Linked DNA regions of Mus musculus: region 2 is linked to region 1. The links are chromatin contacts, called in public HiChIP or PLAC-seq maps. All regions are on one chromosome and are shown on one strand. Each heading gives the region's core, a stretch centred on a gene start, on an enhancer-like site or on the middle of the called end of the contact. The rest is flanking DNA. Distances are from core to core; before and after follow the strand shown.

Region 1 (3,666 bases), core at 859-3,358:
GTTATTAAGAGCACTTGCTATTTAGCTGGGCCTTGGTAGACCTTAATTTAATCAGCACTTGGAAGGCAGAGGTAGGTAGGTAGGTGGATCTGTGAATTCAAGGCCAGCCTCTGGTCTATGGAGCAAAGTCCCAATGCAGCAAGAGCTACACAGAGAAACCCTTTCTGGAAAAACAAAAACAACACAAAAGAAAAGCACCCGCTAGTCTTGCAGAAGACCCAGGTTCAGTCCCCAGCATCCACATGGTGACTCAGCCATCTGTACCTCTAGTTCCTGGGGATCTGACATCCTCCTTTGCCCTTCGGAGGCACCAGGCACCCGTGGCACACACATTCAAACACAAAACTAGCCAACAGGAAACAGGTATATGGTAGGATGCTGTGCACACAGGGCGATATGAGGTTCAGCTATTTCAAAGATGGCAAATGTTGGCTTTGCCTCTTGAAAACTACCTAGATCATATGCCAAGATTCCCCAGCTTTTCAATGCATCCTTCAATGCATTTATTTCCAAAAACAAATGTTTTCACATCAATGCTTGTGAACAATATACATTCTAGATAGTTTTCTAACATCTAAAAAAGAATGACCTAATATAAAAAGTGTCCCAAAGGTAATTCTGATTTTTAAAAGTTGGAAGTATTACACAATAACTGCATCTCATCATTGCAAAGTTGGTAATGCTGGTGCTCTCCCAGACTTAGCTCCAGGTTGGAGGCCTGAGTTTAGGCCCTGGCCTGGCCTGGCCTCCGCTCCTCTGCTTCTTTCCCAAGGGTCTTTTCACTGCACCCTGGCTTGTGCGGTGACTTAGCCCTCTCAAGAAGCAGCTCCAGCTCTCTGTGCTTAAAATATTTTTAATGGTTCAAATTAGCAGACATAGTCCATTGAATTACACGTCTTAAAATTGTACCTACCTACCAAAGCACAAGGTAGGGACCTTGATTTGTAGGACGATCCCAACAGCATAGTGGGGCTGAAGCCACATTAGGGATTTTTACTATGACGACAGAGCTAAAGCAGTGGCAGCGACTACATTAAAATATTCCCTTGTCATCTAAATTTGACCATCTGAGGTTTTCATAGTTGAACTTTTGGATACAGTACCTCAGAAAAAAGCAGAACTGGGCTTCATGGAGCAGGCTTGTTATCTCAGCTACCTTTAAGACTGAGGCTGAAGGATCACAAGTTCAAAGCCAGTCCGGATAACAGTGAGGCCCAGTCTCAATGAAAACTATAAAATGTTCTGAGGATATAGCTCAGTGGTAGAGCACTGGCATAGCATGGTTCAATTCCTGGTTACACTGGGATGTCAACGTTTTTACTTTTTTGGTCTAACACAAAATAGAGTATCTGAAAAAAAAAATAATTGCATGTATTACCTACCAGCAAAACTGGGGACTGTGTTCATATTTACAGGTGATAGACAGCCCAGTGTTGGTTGGCACCATTTAGATTCTCAGCACTAGGAAAGGTGGAGTGGGGTAGGAGAATGGGAGTTTTGGCACACACGCTGCGGCCTAGAGATCCTCTACGTGGACCTAATCCCCCGCAAAAGAGAACAATGCATTAAAAGACCAAAGTCAGTGATGCATCCCGAACAGCAGATTCAATTTCAAGAGAAACAGAACTTCTGACAGCGGCCCCGTTACTCGTTATGGCTACAATGACCTCTCCTGCAGATCCGCTGGACCGAACTCTGCAAATCCACAGGTCCAGTTTCAAGAACACTCCATCTGGCTAGTTCCAAAACCACATTCGCTCCCAGCTCTGGAAGACTCGAGTTTTATTCAAGCTCTAGACATCTTGCCTCGTGACGTCCGCGGTCTCGGAGCGCCGTTCACCGCCCTTTCCTGGTGCGACCCACGCTCGCCGCGACGCGCCCGCGTCTCCGTGCGGAGCCAGAACGTGGTGGTACAGACTCCACTCTCTGGGCCACACTCACCCCGGCTCGGGGAAGCGGGCGAGCGAGTCTCGGTCGGGAGGCCACAAACGGAGCGCTAGCTCCGGGGCCCAGCGGGGCGGCCTGAAGCCCCCAGTCCTCGGCCCCCGCGCAAGCGACGCCGGGAAATGCCCACATCCGGGAAACCCGCGGCGGACGGCGGCGGCGGCGACACGGAGTGGAAGGCAAAATGGCGGCGGCAGCGATGGCCTGGTGCTGAGGGGAGAGCCAGGTCCTCGCGACCCCGCGTCGGGCCGCGCTGGCCGGCCGCAGCCCCCCGGCGTGTGTCCCCGCCCTGCCCCATCCCGAACCCGGAGCGACGCTAGGGGCCCTGGGGGACGGGCTCCGGGCCGCCGCGGCGCCGGCCCTCGGGCCCGCAGCGGCTGTCCAGAAGCCTCACCGTCCCCTGCAGGTAGGTCCGGAGCCGGCGCCGCGGGTGGGGCTCGCGCTCCTCGGGAGTCCCTGTCGGCGGGGCGGTGGCCGGCCGGGCCCACGCCCATCCCCGCTGGCGGGGGTCCAGGGGCCGCGGTGGCCAGGCGGGCTGAGCCGGCCGGGTCTGGGCCTGACTGGGGCTGATTGCGCTGACCGGAGCCGAGCCCTGCCCTGGGGAAGCGGAGGTTGGCCGCACCCGGCGCCGCAGGGAGAGCCCGGGGGCACTGAGGCCTCCGAGGTGCGAGCTGGCCTGGGAAGAGCGGGCGGGGGCTCGGGACGACAGCCACCCCTCCCCGCTTTAGAGGGGAGAGGAGCGAAAGGTGGTTTTTTTCACGCAAGGTTGCACCAAACCGGCCTCACTTCTTTGGCCTCGCAGCGGGCCTCCCGTCGGGGTCCACCTTTGAAGCAGTCCTGGGAACCTCTCCAGCTCGCTGCAATTTGTTAGCTCACCGCTTAGTGGCAGGGGGTGGGAGAGACGTGTCACTTGTTCGGGTGCTTTTTAAGTACTGGAAAACGAAGGAAAGACAGTAAGGGAAGATTGTTTATTGTACCTGGGGAAAAAAGTCGAAGCGAAGGAAAGAATAACTCTCCGATGACTTATCCCAATTCTCCCACTAATGCAGTTGGAAAATCACTTTTCTAAGGGAACGAGGTTAAAATATTTGTCTCCATTTGTAAATATGACTTTTTAAAATATGTGTATTCACTAGAAGTTACAAGTCAGATGAGCAGTAAGTACAGTCTCACACAATATGGTATCACTCAAGGTTTGGAAATTAGCCCAAATGCCTGGCATGAAGGTTGTCAGAAGTTTATGGATTATTTATTGAAGGTTATTATACTTTTCTTAAGACAGGGTCTCACAATGTATTCCTTAGCCTGGGACTCAATATGTAGACCATGCTGACCTGGAACTCAAAAAGATCTGCCCGCCTCTGGGGTTGGGCTGTGAGCCACCATGCCCCGCTAATGTTAAGGTTTTTAGTCCTTTAAAATCAAATTTTCTCCATGAGGTATGACTCTCTTCTAAGATATCTTTAGTTTTTATTACCTTAACTAAAGTTTTCTCTTACCTAGTGAGTAGTCAGGTAGGTAATATGGTTGAGGTGATTCTCCAAGGCAGGCAGGCAGGCAGACAGGCAGGCAGGCGAGGAATCTGTGTTTCTCTTATAGGCTGTTATTGCAATAAACTAGATAGTGGCACAGGCTGGAAAAGGCGCTCTCTTTCTGTGCCTGATTATTGATTATGACTTGAGACTCTTCACAGAAGTCTTTTTTTTCTCCTAAACTGTGTGT
Region 2 (3,257 bases), core at 178-2,677, 160 kb after region 1:
TAGCAGTGGAAAAACAGGAGTCGGACTAAAATTTGCGTCATTCGGCGTATGGTTAACCCTAAAGACCATCATTCATTCATTCATTCATTCATTCACCATCAAGTTTGATTCTGGGCATACAACAGCCAGATCATGGAAACTGGCGGGACAAGATGTTCAATCTGAGTTTTAAAGGACAAAGGCAAGCTGCTGACTAACGATACACACAGCTCGGCATCATGCATGCAAAAATAAGCCAGAGGCAACCCCAAGACCATATCCGTGTGTCTCTATTAAATGCAGGTGGGTGCAAAGAGAAAGCGCTGGAGTCGTGCGTAGGAGGCGCTGGAGGTGTAGAGCTTGTTTTATACCTTCTTTCTACTTCTGCGCTGTTGGGCTCCTTTATGGGGACTAGGTTTTCATGGATCATCTGTATAGTTTTACACATTTTTGAATGGTGTCAAGTTTCTGTGACTAGCAGAGAGTCCCGGAGTGCCCTGAGTATTCCATTTTCTCCCTTTGAACACAACTGTCAGGTGCAGGCTCTTCATTGTCACCTCTACACAGGAGATATGACAGGCCATGCTGAGTGTCCCCAGAGGAAGAGCCCAATATGAGTCTGGATTGTTTATTTTTAAGGTTAAGTGTAATCTGAGTCAGTCAATTGAGCTAGACTGCAGAGTTGGGTTCCCGGGTAGCCTTGCCTGTCTGGGAGGGGCCGGCCCCCTTCTGTGAGTATTCTCTTGTGGGTGAGCCAGCAGCCTATACTGCCTGCCAGGATTGCTATAACCAGGACCGATGTAGCCATTTTGGCAAGCAAGGGCTGACACAATAGAAAGCCACTGTGTTCTGGAGGCTGCAAGTTCTAGATCAAAGAGTCAACAATGTTGGTTCCTTCCCTGGTCTCACGCCCTAACCTGCTCACAACCACAGGAGTCCCTCCACCCTCCTAAGCTAATATGTGTGTGTGTCTAAAGTACCTTGTCTCTTCTTGTAGAGCATCTGTTTAGGGTGAAGGTATGTCCCCAAGGACCTGATTTGAAAGGTCTTTTTCTCCAAATACTGTGACACCCGGAGGTATTGGTGCTAACCACTTCAGTACAGAAATCTGGGTGGATGGCATCTTGCTCCTAACAGAGTCTCTAAAAAGGTTTGTCTGGTTTGGTGCCCTACTTGGCTCTTGCCACCCTGGGCCCTGGTTAACTTTCCCTGTACAGGCACACAGGAACAAAGGCATCAGAGAATACACTAAAAGTAAAAGAGGCATAATTGCATCGGTGGCTTGCCAGCCACACCAAGCAAATGAAAATCCCCAAGGGGACCTGGAGCCACATGATTTCCTGATAGATAACGCCACGAGGGAGGAGCACGCTGCGTGCCCTTCTCACCCGGTAGCCTGCCTGCCAGGCTGCTCGGCAAACACCTGACGACTGTTTTTTCATTTTAGCTCATGCCTGTGCTGTTCTGCCAGGAGGAAGCTTGGGGCAGGAGCCGGGCCAAGCAACAGCTGGCACAATATGGAGCATCGGAGCAAGATGGAATTTTTCCAGAAACTGGGCTACAGCCAGGAGGACGTGGTCAGGGTGCTGGGCAAACTGGGTGACAGTGCCTTGGTCAATGACGTGCTTCAAGAGTTGATCCAGACCGGCAGTCGCCCAAGGGCCCAGGAGGATCCAGCCAGTGGCACCGGGGTAGTGCTGATTCCCCGGGGATGCTGCGGGGTCCAAGACTCTGCCCAGCAGGGCCTGGGACCAGGCCTAGAAGAGGCTGGCGGAGATCCAGCCCGCTTCCTGCGGCCCATAGTGATCGATGGCAGCAATGTGGCTATGAGGTAGCATCTTTGGTTTCCTTCATCTTATTACTGAGCGCTGGGGCCAGAGACCTTGTTATCAGGAGTCCTGGGAAACATTTCCTCTCTGTGGTTTGGTTCAAAGAGTTTTAGGACTGATGGATGAATTTTTAAAAACTATTCTACAAATCAATAGGTTTCCTAATGGCATAGTCATACATGTATGTCACATGCTTGGCCCACACTTTCTACTACCCCTCTTGTCTCTTCTCCTTTCTTCCCACTGGTCCCCTCCCTCCTCAACAAATAGTCCCCTTATCCTTCCCTGCTATATATATATATATACACACACACACACACACACACACACACACACACACACACACAATATATAAAGTGAGATTCCATATATATGCCATCTCCGACTTTCTGAGTCTGGCTTCTATTGATTAAGATGAATCTTAAGTATTATTGTTTTCCTGCAAACGACATAATCATCATTTTTTAAAATGTATATGCCATTGTGTATACACATTACATTTCTTTTAGTCTCCAGACTAAAAAGACCCTTTAATTATTTATTAAAATCCATACATCTCTGCAGAGAAGCAATAGTAATTGTGCACATATATGGCATAATACGTATCATTGTAAGCCATTCATGGCTTTGAAAGTAGATGGGCCCCAGATCCAGGCCTGCAGGAAAAACTAAAAAGTAGATTCCCATCAGTTCTGCAGATACCTGGATTTTAACCCAAAAACTCCTCTCAGGCTTCAGAAACAAAAGCTGCTCCAGAAACAAAAGCACACTAAGACGTGGTATTGTGAGCCATCAAATGACAGCAGGTGTTAGCCTGCAGGGACCATCTGGAAGGTAACTTTCCAGTAGTTGCAGGGGGGAGGGGGTCGTAGTGAGGAACAGCTACCCAAAGTCAGGCTACTGTTCTCTATGAGCAAAGGCATGGGTATCTGGACTGACTCTATGACCCACATACCGTGAGGAGGGTTTTGGCAGAGATGGGTGTGAAAGCTGATGCTGTGCTTGGTTTAGGTTCTTCTGGGTATACATACCAGAGGCAGTACAGCTAGAGCAAATGCTAGCTCTCATTTTACTTTGTTGGGTTCCTTCTCTCTCTCTCTCTCTCTCTCTCTCTCTCTCTCTCTCTCTCTCTCTCTCCCTCTCCCTCTCTCTCTCTCTCTCCTTTCTTTCTCCTAGATCAGACTTTCAAACCCTGTTCTGTATCTTGGTAGCTGTGTGAACCAGGCAAATTGCTCTCTGGTTCTGTGATGTGGAATCAACCCTTCCTAGTAGGGAGCTAGGAAAAGTGCCTGTTGTAGCCTGCTCAGCAAGTTGATGCTAACCATGCTCACAAGAGGAGCAGCTTTCTTCAGAAGGAACGAAGCAAGTGACAGACAGGAGCCCAGGGTTAGGTGTTGGCAGATAGGGCTCCTTCTATGGAGTCTGTCCCCAGCCAGCTGTGTTATTCTG

What was found. HiChIP or PLAC-seq counts read pairs in DNA pulled down with a chosen protein or histone mark.
Region 2: a contact with region 1 is called in an H3K4me3 HiChIP or PLAC-seq map of the 230-238 cell line, with 22 read pairs. The contact joins the enhancer-like site here to the promoter of Lats1 in region 1. A contact is called at or near these places in 1 of 39 promoter capture datasets (cranial neural crest), 1 of 484 Hi-C or Micro-C datasets (B cells), 1 of 115 datasets of contacts at active chromatin or transcription factors (the 230-238 cell line) and 2 of 9 other capture datasets (liver and pancreatic islet).

The regions. Positions count from the first base shown.
Region 1 is chr10:7,679,101-7,682,766 of GRCm38.p6, forward strand. Lats1 (large tumor suppressor) reads left to right here and starts at 2,109. Exons shown (of 8, transcript NM_010690.1): 1 at 2,109-2,350. It also overlaps a transcript of Pcmt1 not described here.
Region 2 is chr10:7,838,339-7,841,595 of GRCm38.p6, forward strand. It overlaps Zc3h12d (zinc finger CCCH type containing 12D), which reads left to right. Exons shown (of 6, transcript NM_172785.3): 2 at 1,427-1,810. The coding sequence starts at 1,497. Among named protein-coding and RNA genes, the nearest start is that of Mir5104, 3.6 kb to the left of the region's middle. Within about 2 kb of position 1,428, at least 66 of the 459 cell types and tissues checked have an H3K27ac peak or open chromatin away from gene starts, as enhancers often do. A contact at or near this core is called in the 230-238 cell line, B cells, liver and 1 more, where this site is marked.